2 separate regions of the Danio rerio genome follow, and region 2 is linked to region 1. A link is a contact called in public Hi-C data. All regions are on one chromosome and are shown on one strand. The core of a region is the stretch at or near the end of the contact, and the rest is flanking DNA. Distances in the headings are between cores, read along the strand shown. Region 1 has its middle 47 kb from the start of ca8. Region 2 overlaps tox (thymocyte selection-associated high mobility group box).

Region 1 (6,337 bases), core at 1,870-4,369:
TGGGATAACAATTAAATAGGAGGATCTCTGGAGACCAACAGAACGAAAGGAAGAGGAAACACACGGCATAGATTGTGAGTCTGCATCATCTGTCGGAGCGAGAGCAGGTCGTTAGCACATGAGCAGCCCAGCCAGTGTTGAGTGAACGCGAGGAGTTTTGTCCACAGAGGAAACCGGCACGTTCATTCGCTCGCTCGTATTACATGAATGAGCTTACGACATTTGTCAGTGAAATAACGCCATATGCACTTACGTCCGTCTCGCAAATGCACTGTCTTATGCCATTTTCATCTATTTGCCGCTTTTCCGCTGCGCGTACTGCGAACCGGGCTGAGCCAAACCGGCCCTTGAGCTCAGAAGCTGAAATCATTCCGCGTTCAAAGTAAAAAGGTCCCATAGCCAGAGGGAGATTAACGACAGCACGCGCATATATTCTCTAGCCACGAACAGGAAATAGAACTGCGTTTTTTTTTATTTGTTAATGTCTTGCGGCCGAAAAGTGTGTTGTAACGCACGCGTTACTGAACATGTAAAATATTACTGAAAATGTATTAGTAATGCCTTACACTACTGCGTTACAGGAAAATGTAATACATTACTGTAATACATTACTTTTGTAAGGCATTACCCCCAACACTGTCAGTAAATGCTAATATGTTTGTGGGTACTGCAAACGGCATGTGTGAGACTCATCATTTCAGAAAGGCTTGAATAAATTCCTCCACAAATACATCAAATAAACTTACTTTGTATTTTTGACTAATGAGCTGTATTTCAGCTTCATCCGAGTCTGTCGTTGTCACTGTGCTGTTTATCTGACGTAATGCATGATCAGAAGCAGACACGCACATGTGCAGAGAGAAGCAGCTCATTCGGATTTAAAGCCACATGCTACAAAAACAACTACAATGTACTCAGACACTAAAAAGGGCAAATTCTGGAGGCTATAAATAATCTAACGGGTATTTTAACCTGAAACAGACACCAAAGGCTTATACTTCTTCTCACTTTTAAAGCCATCCATAATCTCGCTCCTCTATACCTTGCTAATCTTGTTCATATCACCACACCTTCTTGAACACTCAGGTCTTTTTCCATTCACCTCACTGTTCCCTCTGTCTGCCTTGTCACCATGGGGAGCAGATCTTTCAGCCACTCTGCTGCTCAGCTTTGGAATTCACTTCCTCCTGACCTCCGTCAAAGAGCATAGAATCACCAAGAGGCGACACTCTAGTGTGATTTGGGAAACAGCCACTAGATGGCGCAGTGGCCACTTTGGAATGAAAATTCCAATAGAATAACAGCATATTATAAGTCTGTAAAGTAAACTATTAAAAGTGCTAATGATTGTGATAGTAAGCGTTGTATTGTCGTCTTTCAGGTTGTATCTCAGCTTTAATGCACTTTAAAAAAAAAAAAAAAAAAAAAAACAAGGCAGCTGCTTGCCATTGCGACAGAAATAAGATCCAAAATGGTGGAATCCGGGCTGTTGCTGGGCGCTGCTGTTGCAATGGAACATTCTATTGAATTCTATCATTCTAAGCTCTTTGTCTCGATAATTTAGACTCTCTTTCAAATTTAAATCCAAACTCAAAGAATAGTTTAGAACAGCTTATTGTCTTTAACCCAAATGCATTTTTAATGTTTATATTGTGTCTATTGTCTTTTATTATGTTTTTATTTGAACTGATTGTTCTAGATGTCCTGTACAGTGACCTTGAGTGTCATGAAAGGCGCCTTTAAATAAAATGCATTATTATTATTATTATTATTAGTATTATTATTATTATTAGTATTAGTATCTTACATCTTATAAAAGGGGTAAAATAGGTACTTGCACTTGAATAAATGTTTTGTCTCCACAATACTGACTGAAATTTTGACTAAGTAAACATTGTTCCAAGTCCTGCAATGATAATGTTAGCTGTATATTAAATTAATGAGGTAGAATTAAATAAGTAGGACATAAACTTATTCATGTGCTTTTGATTTACTAAAAAGAAACAACTCATAGGAGTCATTTGGCTGAGAATGCTGCCATTTCCAGGCGATTTCCTTATTATGAAACCACCACATCAGAAAAAAATATCATAGTAAATCATTATAATCACATAGAGGAAAAAAAGTCAAATTATGACAAAAAAAGTATAAACCCAAAATACATAATTGACTTGTTTTATATTTATGCCATAATTATGACCTTTTATGTCATAATTATGGCTTTTCCACGTAACTTTTCATGTCATCATTTCATCTTTTTATCTTATAATTATGACTCATAATTTCAACTTTCTATACCATCATATGATTTACCAAAGCATGCTTTTTCCTTATGTGCTGGAGATTCCATGCTTTATAAAAATGATGATTTTACAATATAGATGGTGGTCATATGTATCTACATCATATCATGTCCTTCATGGAGCTTTCTGCTTCTCGAAAAAGTCAGTCTTGTGCAATGTTCGTATTTATTTACATGGCTTCACTGTAACAGACTCTCCTTTCATTTTGAAAAGTCAGCACAAGTGCTTTAGACACGGGAGAGCCAGACTATGAAACTCCACCAGCATTATGTGTATTTTATTTGGTGTGGTTTGTACCTTAGTGGAGTTTCACACCTCTTGTAAGTGCTGTAAGTTATGCTTGGTCTGTATTCTGTTTCACATTCATAATGAGAAGGAATGGAAGAGAGGAATGTAATCACAGCTGCCCCTTATAAAACCCTCCTTGTGTTTTGCAAACCACATGCCACACTGAGCTAGCTGCGCCAAGTCAAATAACATGCATTGTGTAGTAACATTTCCAGCAAGACAACAGCTTGATTGAACATATTCAGAACAGACACAATCTCCCATTACGCTCCGAGGCTCTGCTGGCTTGTCATCAATGTATTGATCAGCAATTCATCATAGGCTGGATTTAGCCCTGGCTCTCTGTTCGCTAGTAAATAATGATCATTAAAAGCGGTTACTTATGACGTTCCCCATTTATCAAAAATTACACTGTTTGCTTGTTCTCCACTCTCTCTCGGTCTATAAATGTCATTGATGTTTCAGTAACAATAACATAAAGCTTTCGAAAAGTGAGTGATATGCAAGAATGCAAGTTTTCGGTGAACACAACAAGCCGGTTCCACTGAGCGAAGATAAATATTTGAGATAGAAATACGATTTGGCAAAATCTAGGTCAGGAAGTTCATGAAAACAAATCCGTTCAGGGAATGTTTATATTGTTTGGTCAAACTACTGTGTGCTCAACAATGTTCCTTCTTAGTCTGAAAATCTGAAAGAAGTTAAAAGACCACAACGCATAATTAGATGTCCATCTGTTGAAAAGATGGTTCAGATATAGGCATGTCTGGGTTTGGAAGCCTCAAGAGCATGGCTAAATTTGTAATAGCATACTAGCTTACTGCTCTTACTATTTTTTTTCTCCCAAATGTCAGAAATAGCTGTATGCTAGTATCCTATTCTGGATTCAGCCCATATATTTCTTAGAAAGTTTGCTTAAATGTAACCTCAGTATTGTTTTTGTTTATGTCGCGGTGACCATAATGGCTTTGTCTTGAATTTATACTGACACCTAGTGTTTGTGGGTATATAAAAACATGAAAACAAAGGCAGCCATAAGCTGTTCAATTCTGAAGAGCTCATTCTTTTGACAAATGGAGTCAGTTTATCAGTGCGTTCCTGATGGGATATATTGCCCTCAGAGGGGCCCTTTCAGAGTGAAAATAATCATGGCCACCATTTTGAAGTGTTGTTCCAAGTCAAAGTGCTCAAAACCGGCCACTTGGAAGGGCCCTTCAGAATGAAGGGCACAACTGATGGACACTTTGGGCCCCCATGATCCTTTGCTCAGGGATACTTTACACTGTGTTCCATTTGGAAGGTCTCATCTCAATTCCCAAACCCCTTTAAAGCTGTCACTCTCAAGCTGTCACTTCTTCAAAGGAGATTAGGACACCCGAATAGGATGCAGTGTGTATCATACAGCATGTTCACTTCACGCTGCTCCCATATACCAGAGTGCAACACAATCATGACATCACTGCAGGTGGTCTTTAGTTTACCCCTACCTCAAAACAGTTCAATGATAAATTAATTATTTTTCAAATGTTAAAAACAGCCCAAGGGTACATACTGTATAAGCATTGAATGTGGCATATCCAGAGGGGGAGTATATAGTGGGTAAATAATATTGAACATGTCAACAATTTTCTCAGAAAGATGCTGTTGACTTGACATTTGTCAGTAAAAATGTCAGTTACAACCAAAGTAATTCAGAAATACAAAGAAAACACAACTAACTAATATAATGAAATGGCACATGGAAAAGGTATCGAACTCATGCAGAAAGGGAGGTTTAAAAAGGCATGGAATGCCCAGACAGCAAAAATCCGAAATCTCTAAGTAGCTAGAATGCAATCCTACCTCTTGCCATTGTAAATGAATATTAGCTGCTTCAATCTTAACATTTCAGCAAGGCAATGATCTAAAACATAGCCATAACAACTTGTTTTCAGAAAAAGAAAATAAAGCTGCTAGATTGGCCCAGCCAATCACATGACCTGAATCCAATAAAAATAAGAAATAAAGAAAAGATTTCATAAAAAAAGACCCACAGAAGCATCAATATTTTGAAGTTTTGGGAAAATCACATCTGACCAATGCCTGAGGCAATCACAGGAGGCATCTTGAAGCTTTCATTACAAAAAAACCTTTATATTAAGTATTAGGTACATTTAAGTTATTCAGTACTTTCTTCTTGTGTCATCACATTGTTATTACACAAATAATATTTTAGTTTGGAATGTTTGTTTGTTTGTTTATTTATTTGTTTTTTTTTACCAAAATCTGGGTCAATTTTATGTCAACAGCTCCTTTAGAAAAACATTTAGCAGGTAAAATACTTATTTTATCCACTGTAGCATTTGTAGCATTATCAATGGTTATTTAGTGAAGGAAAGGCATTAAGATGAACTGGAACACAGCCATGAGCATTCAAATGCAAATTATACAAATGCTACAGAATCAAATGTTGAATCATCAAAGTGGTGATAACGATGATTAAACTTTTCAGAGTGTTGCTAGATTTAAACAACTTGATTTATGTTCATATCTTAGTTCTGAAACTGCCTCTGAAGCCATTTTTTATGTAACTCACCCACTTTCAAAGGGCCCTTTGTAGTTGTCAGTTCTGAACACTTCAGTTTAAAATGACCCTTCAATAAGACTTATATACATAAGTGCCCTTCAGATGAAGATTTATTGCATTTGGAACGCAGCGAGAGTTGGCATCAAATGGAAGTTGTGATGGGCTTTTCTTCCCTACTGTGACGTACAGTATGTTTGAGTCAAATAGCTTTTCCAACAAGAAAAATGTAGGACAGGACTTGATTCTGCATGGCTGCATTGTTATTAGTGAATCATTGGGACTGACAAGTTTTCACAACACTGCACAAGAAAGCACATCAACAGATAAGAGATGTCATAAAACTTAATTCTACATTTCATTGATCAAAACAACTGTCAGTTTTGCATGGTGACTTCTTCAATTATCATTGCATTGTAGAAATACACTCTCAGGCCACTTTATAAGGAACACATGTCCAACTTCTCGTTAATGCAAATTTCTAATCAGCCAATCATATGGCAGCAATTTAATGCATTTAAGTAGGGTCACAATTTGGCTTCGACAACATGAAAGCATGGATCCATCCTGCCTTATATCAAGGGTTTAGGCTGGTGGTGGTGGTGGTGGTGTAATGATGTGGGGGATATTTTCTTGGCACACTTTGGGTCCATTAATACCAATTGAGCATTGTGTCAATGCCACACCCTACCTGAGTATTGTTGCTGACCATGTCCATCTCTTAATAGCCCCTTTCACACAGTGATACCGGTAAATTTCTGGAAAATTTCCGGAAAATTTCCGGAAAGACTTTACCAGTATATTGAAAAAAAGCGCTGTTCACACAGGCGAGGACGTTACGGAAATTTTCCGGAAAAGAGCATTCACACATCCATTCCAAAATACCGGTAAATTCTGACATCATTCACCACAAATGAGCTTTAAACGGCTGCGCTTGTATTTGTAAACATTTGACTAAATTACAAACTCTGTGGATGATCAATATTGTGAACAACTTTCGCAGGATCACTTTCGCATGTCGAGATGTTTATAATATGTGCGTGTGCAGGCGCTCATATGTGCACGCAAAGCTTGAAGGTAAACAAACAACGGCTTATCATAAGCATCTCATCGATGATTATTTTCTGTATGTGTGAAAGGGGCTTATGACCACAGTGTACTAATCTTCTGATGGCTTCTTCCA
Region 2 (6,337 bases), core at 1,856-4,355, 130 kb after region 1:
TAGCTAATTAACCATGTGGATGCATGATTACAGCCTTCTGAGCCTACTAGTAGACGCAGAAGGTCCCTGCAGTCCCTGCAGAAGGTCCCTGCTGGCCTATATCTATCAGCTATATCTATCAGCTAATAACCACTGATAATGCCCATTCAATCGAGTGATAACATTCAAATCGGCTGTAAAAATCTGTTAATTAACAGTTTCCAAATTATTCATGGGTATTTTCCATTTATTTAAGGTTATGTAATTGCATTATGGGACGTTGATTTCTGCTATGTTAACTTTTAATATTGAAAATTGTACTCTGCTTTTTAACTGAGTGACTTTTTTGACATTTTAGTAGTTTGAAGAAATGTATTATGTAGGAAATACTAAAGAATTAAGTGCAATTTATTCAGTGAAGTTTTTTGTAGCACTATTTACAGCACTACATTATATTACATATAAATATATATATATATATATATATATATATATATATATATATATATATATATATATATATATATATATATATTATATACAGACAATATAGTGTACACAGGCAATATATAGTAACTCATATATAGAAATCTCAAACATTAAGATAAGTCACTTTAGGAAAAATCAAGATGCCATAAAATGCAATTGAAAAGAATATAACGGAAAACATGAATCTCAAAATGGGGAAAACTATTAATATACAGATATTTGTTGCAGTGTCTTTAAAGATACAAAATTATATTTACAAATCTTTTAAACCATATAAATTAAACTTACACTAAACCCTAAACAAAACCCGTGCACTTTAAAAACATTCATGTACTGTAAAAAATGTGCAGGAAAGTTTTGATGTTAATAATATATTATTAGCATAGCATTTTGAGTTGATATACATGTATGTCCTAATTACAATAATTTATTGCAGTAAAGTTAAGAATTCTGCCAAAGGTTGTCCAGCAAATTTTGTGTTGCAATGACAGTCTACAATGGCAGGATTCGATAGTTTAGTATACAATAGAATTTAGATAAATTGATAGATTAAAAATATATTATTTTAATAATAAAACCCTGATACACGAAGGCAGACATTTCTTTTTTAGATGCAACCAAAACATGGCATGTCGCAATATGTGATGAGAGCCAATGAACATTTGATTTCACAAGTAAAACTTAAAATTGAAGTGCCAGTTTTTAAATTTATAATGAGTGCAGCTTTTGATGCATGCATTTGCTTTTAAACACTGAGATGAGGGTGTTGAATAAAAGATTGAATCTGCTCCTGTTCTGTCTTCTTAAAAACTTGATTACAGTTTACAAAAATATTTAAATATTTACAGAAATGTTGGTAATTTTAATGATTTTGAAGTCAATTTTAAAATTTAGGTAAATGGTTAATGTCATATTTCAATTCATATTTGTCTAAGCTAAGCTCCTCATAAGTAAATCATTTATGTTTTAGATGTTGTCAGTATTTCATCTTTAGATGCTGTTAAAACATCAGCATTGTATATTTCAGTGTTTATGAAAATGTATGTAAATATATATGCGATATGTAAATGACATACAAATACTCTTGAGATAATATCCCTATGTTGCTGTAGAGTTAGTTACAGGAAACATCGGGTGCATCTCAATCAGGCACTGTACCTAGATCAGCACATTAGCCATAAAGGCCATGGGCATACATCTTTTTGCAACAATAACAGCTACAACAATGACAAGAAAAACCTTTGTTGGCCGCTTTCCAGCTATTAAACAGACATGTAACAAAATTAATCTGACTTTTGCGACAGAAAACAAATGCAAACATATGTGACTATCACAGCTAGGGAAGGATTTAACCAATAAGCAAGGTAAGCGGCCCAAGAAATCTGGGGCCCCCAATAAATATCCAGAAGTTTCTATAAATGATACAACATTTCTATTGAGGCTCTAACAAATAAAATTTTAAGATAGTTATACATCCGTGCAAAAATGTCCCCCATTATCAATCATGGAGCAGTCTAGCAGTCAAACCAGGAAAAATTATATATATATATATATATATATATATATATATATATATATATATATAAAACAAATCAATTAAAATGTAGAGCTTGCATTAAGACACAAATGTAGAAAAGAAGATTGAAGGATATAAGAAAAAACAAATAACTAAAAACTAAATAAAAATACTAAGGACCCAATGGATGTAATTGCTTAGAGCTCCCAAATAACTTAATCCGCACGTTTACAGCATTCTGAAGTTCAAGTTTGGTGAAAAAAATTGTATTACAAAATGACATCCATAACCAATAGAAGATAACTGTGACCTCTTAATTAAATAATAATAATAAAAAAAAAAACATAAAATTTCAGTCTGCAGAATTGGAAGTGCATTCTAGCAGCAAAATGGATTTGGCTGTAATTTTTGAACCGTAATCATAAAATTTTTTATTAGATTAGCTCCAGATTTGGCTTCAATACAGACTAATCTAATGTATATGCAAAAAAGTAACACTGTAAAGCATCCTACAGTAAAAATTAATTTAAATTAGAGATTTGTGGGTGGTGTACTAATATATGCAGAGCACTGTATAACATTGTTCTAGTGTTTTTTCAATACTTGAATGTAAAAAGGCTACATATTGTGCCTTTAATTCATGCAAAAGCATGAATTACAAGAAATCTCAAGAAACAGTTCAGTTTCCCCTTCAGCCTTTTTCACAGACGTTAATTGATTTGTGAAATTCTGAAACTAGTGTCGGATCAGAATCAAACGCAGCTCTCTTAAACACCTCGTTCCGATCGAGCGTCAACGCCAAGACCCTCCAGTGACACTAATTAGAATAAATTAACAGAAAACCCCTTGTAAGATAAATACAGGCATTAGCGGATGAACACATCCCTGGCCACAGTTCAGTCCCCGCACACACACTTTGGCCCGTAGGCCTCATCGTTCTGAACCAGGGGAGTCATTTAAGGATGAACAGTTTAATTACCGAGCTAATAAGTGTTGCCACAGACTTTCTAATATTATTCTGGGAGAACACTAGCATGTCATTACCCTCCTCCCCCTGAGGAACGCGTCCTATTAATCATAATGAGGAATTTGTTAGCATGTGGTCATGTCAGTTGGGATCAATTTCTTTTACCTAAGCTTTCTATGAAGCTGCCAGACGCTCGGGGCGGAGTGTGGAAGGGATCGATTTACAGTCCCGCAGCCATTAGGCCCTGTTTTGTTTTTGTTGTTTTTGTTATTTGATAGCTCATTTGCATCCGCGTGGCAGCTGCCGAACGCACATTGTAGTCGTTTGTTGACCTGCTTGCACAGATACTTTCTGGCTTTTACAAACTAAAACGGCTGTTTATTTTAGGATGTAGCTGATGCCTGCGGCCCTACGGTTTGATGATGGACTCTTGTGGTGCCTTTCCTGCTAATAATGTAATCATTTGCGTAAGTAGCGCATGCTGTCGGCCTGTCAGATTTGAAAATGTTCAATCTGCACTCGGTGTGGTTTTATTGGTCACACAATGGCACCTCAAGCTCTGCAGTGACACAAAATGGCTTCCAGCTTGCCACAAGATTGAAAAATGCTAGTTTGCAAAACCTCAATCATAAATGGCCTGTACAGATCGTAAAATGGAGTTTGCACGATGACACATTTGGCGTGTAGGTGAGGGAGGGTGTTGGCCAACTGTTGCTGGACGGATTTGGTGTCAGTTTGATGGGTTCAGCTCTGAGGTTTCACTTTTTCAGCTACGGCTGTCTCACACTTTCCACAGGCACATTCATATGCAAATAGTGTCTGATAGAGGGCAAGAGCTAAGCAGATAGAGCAGTGCACGGACACTGAGAGAAACATGTGAGAGGTCGCTGCACTAAGAGAGAAACTACAGAGAATCTTTATAAAAATGGATGTATTGTGAGTGGCTGCATCTCAAACCTTCTGTTATTAATAACTGACTGCCATCTAGGTGTCTTGTTGACATGAGACTTATATTTCAACTAAACTAGAAGTAAAACAGACATAGGCTGTTTTGTAATACTATATTTACTGTTTAGGCTTACTGTTTCAAGTAGGGATGCACAATATATAATTTCAGTATAGATATCGCAATGTGATCATTCGCAATAGTTACATCACAGGATGTGCAATGTTGAGTTTGCATTATACTTTATCATTTGCACGCATTTTAGTGCCTGTAATTGTATAATGACTTTAAAAACATTCAGGTACAAGAAATTGTACAATGTGTGACCTTAACTACCATTATTTTATTTCATTATTTTTATTTTTATAATTTTTCTTGAATACTGTTAGATTCGGGATATGATGAAACACTTTATTCCAATTGTATGATTTTCTGTATTGTTATGCGTGAAAATACTCACAACACATGCAAATACAGAAATGCACTGCAAATAGCACAGACCACAGCAAAAATGTGTCAGGGGACCCAAAAAAATTTATAGACTGTTTATTTGCTTTTATTGAGATGCAAAAAGTAAACATTCATTCATAAATCTATTTTTTTTATTACATTTCATAGAGATGCACTTCCACTGCAGAATCATCCTAATCGATCTAATATTGTAAATTCTTTCCAAATAATAAGTCATTTGGTGAAATTGTATTCATATCGGAATATTTATTGCAAAATAAAAGAAAATCACAATGGTAGATTTTTCCTAAATTAAATTAAATTAATATGTTGTTTGTTTTAGGAGCTGAAAAATTCAAAAAAAAAAAACTACCTCTGTTGATTATGTAATAGGTAGGTGTGTCTATGAAGCTCCGCCTTTTAAAATTTGTAGGGTAAATTTCTTTTGTCTGCCATTGAGGTCAAATGACTGATTAAGATTATGACTAGTCATGGCCCGGTATAAGATTCTGACGGTATGATAACCTTGGATAAAAATATCACAGTTTCACGGTATCACAGTATTGTGCTCTAAAATATATTCTTTTTGAATGTCAGGGTAAAAAACAAAAGCTTTTTTACCCTTTGAACACAATATAATTTATTTTTTGAAAGATTTATAATATCTTGGAGCAGTAAACATGTCAGGCTAAATCATCAAATTAAATAATTGACTTTATTAGTCTTCATTAGTTTCAAAAACACAGATTTCTTTACAATTTAAAACAGCTTTTTTAAATATATTTTCTGCTGGAGATACTGTTATCCGAAACTTAACTACAAAACTTATAACAAAATGTCAATAAAAAAATCTTACACATACCTTAAAAACAGTATAGCAGAAAATTTAGGCGGTTTTAAAACCTTGACTTTATCAAACCGCGCTATACCTTGAAAACGGTTATCGTCTCATGCCTGTTTCTGACTGATTATAAAATTAAGATATCAACGGTAAAAACACTGCATTATAATGAAACTGAAGTGTGTGTGATTGTAATTGAAGGTAATGTTGAGTTGAAACTATTTTTCAGGTTTATTTTAATACAAAGAATAGAAAAAATACTTTGCAGTAAGCATATATAACCTCAAATGTTTCTATGATTGAGATTAGGGACGCACCCATGTAGAATTTTTCACTGAAATGGAAACTATTTTGCTTAGAGGCCGATACCAAAACATAGCCTGGATAAAATAAAAAATGAATATCTTTAGCATTTTTCTGTATGATTGCAAAAACAAAAGGCAAACACATACAGTGAGCAACTGTCATTATTTTACCTTAAATTAAGTAATTAGGAAATAATCCATAAATCATTGTCTTATAGACCATTTAGAGGAATGTAAACATAAAACATAAAACAATAGTTCCAACGTATTTCCTGATTTACATTTTTAATTTCTATAGCTTCCATGAATACAAAACAACACACATATTCATAAATAATGTTCTGATAGCTGATTTTTTTAACATTAAGTTATGATTGAATTGCCTGTTGTTACAGTAATGAAATAGTTTAAAAACAAGCAGGAAATGTTCATGGGCCAATGACATGGCCACATTGAAATGGTCTATAGATAATGGCCTAATTTGGTGATCTCAATGATAATGCTAATAATACATTTCGAATATCAATTTTGATAGGGTCGACGATATATTTTGCATCTCTAATTGAGACGATTTACGAATTGGCGATTGGCTCTTTTTTAGTAGACAAGTTTTGGTCCCACTTTATATTAAGTGGCCTTAACTAATATGTACTTACACAGGAATTAATAGTTTGTTACAATGTACTTATTGTGTAAATACATGTATTTACTGTGTACTTATGCTTGATTAAATACATGTATGTAATTACATCTGTAATTAACTTTTGTAATTACATTTGTAAATACACTGTTGACCATCCCTTACACCTTAACCCACCCTTAAACCTTCCCATGCCACCAAACC

The links. A called contact is a pair of places that touch in the nucleus more often than the background predicts.
Region 2: a contact with region 1 is called in a Hi-C map of embryo, with 1.6 times the contacts expected there. The contact joins two enhancer-like sites. A contact is called at or near these places in 1 of 18 Hi-C or Micro-C datasets (embryo) and 1 of 4 datasets of contacts at active chromatin or transcription factors (caudal fin).

Annotation. Positions count from the first base shown.
Region 1 is chr2:25,128,627-25,134,963 of GRCz12tu, forward strand. It overlaps a transcript of tox not described here. Among named protein-coding and RNA genes, the nearest start is that of ca8, 47 kb to the left of the region's middle. Within about 2 kb of position 3,120, at least 6 of the 62 cell types and tissues checked have an H3K27ac peak or open chromatin away from gene starts, as enhancers often do.
Region 2 is chr2:25,257,531-25,263,867 of GRCz12tu, forward strand. All of the region lies in intron 1 of tox (thymocyte selection-associated high mobility group box), which reads left to right. Among named protein-coding and RNA genes, the nearest start is that of tox, 48 kb to the left of the region's middle. Within about 2 kb of position 3,106, at least 12 of the 62 cell types and tissues checked have an H3K27ac peak or open chromatin away from gene starts, as enhancers often do.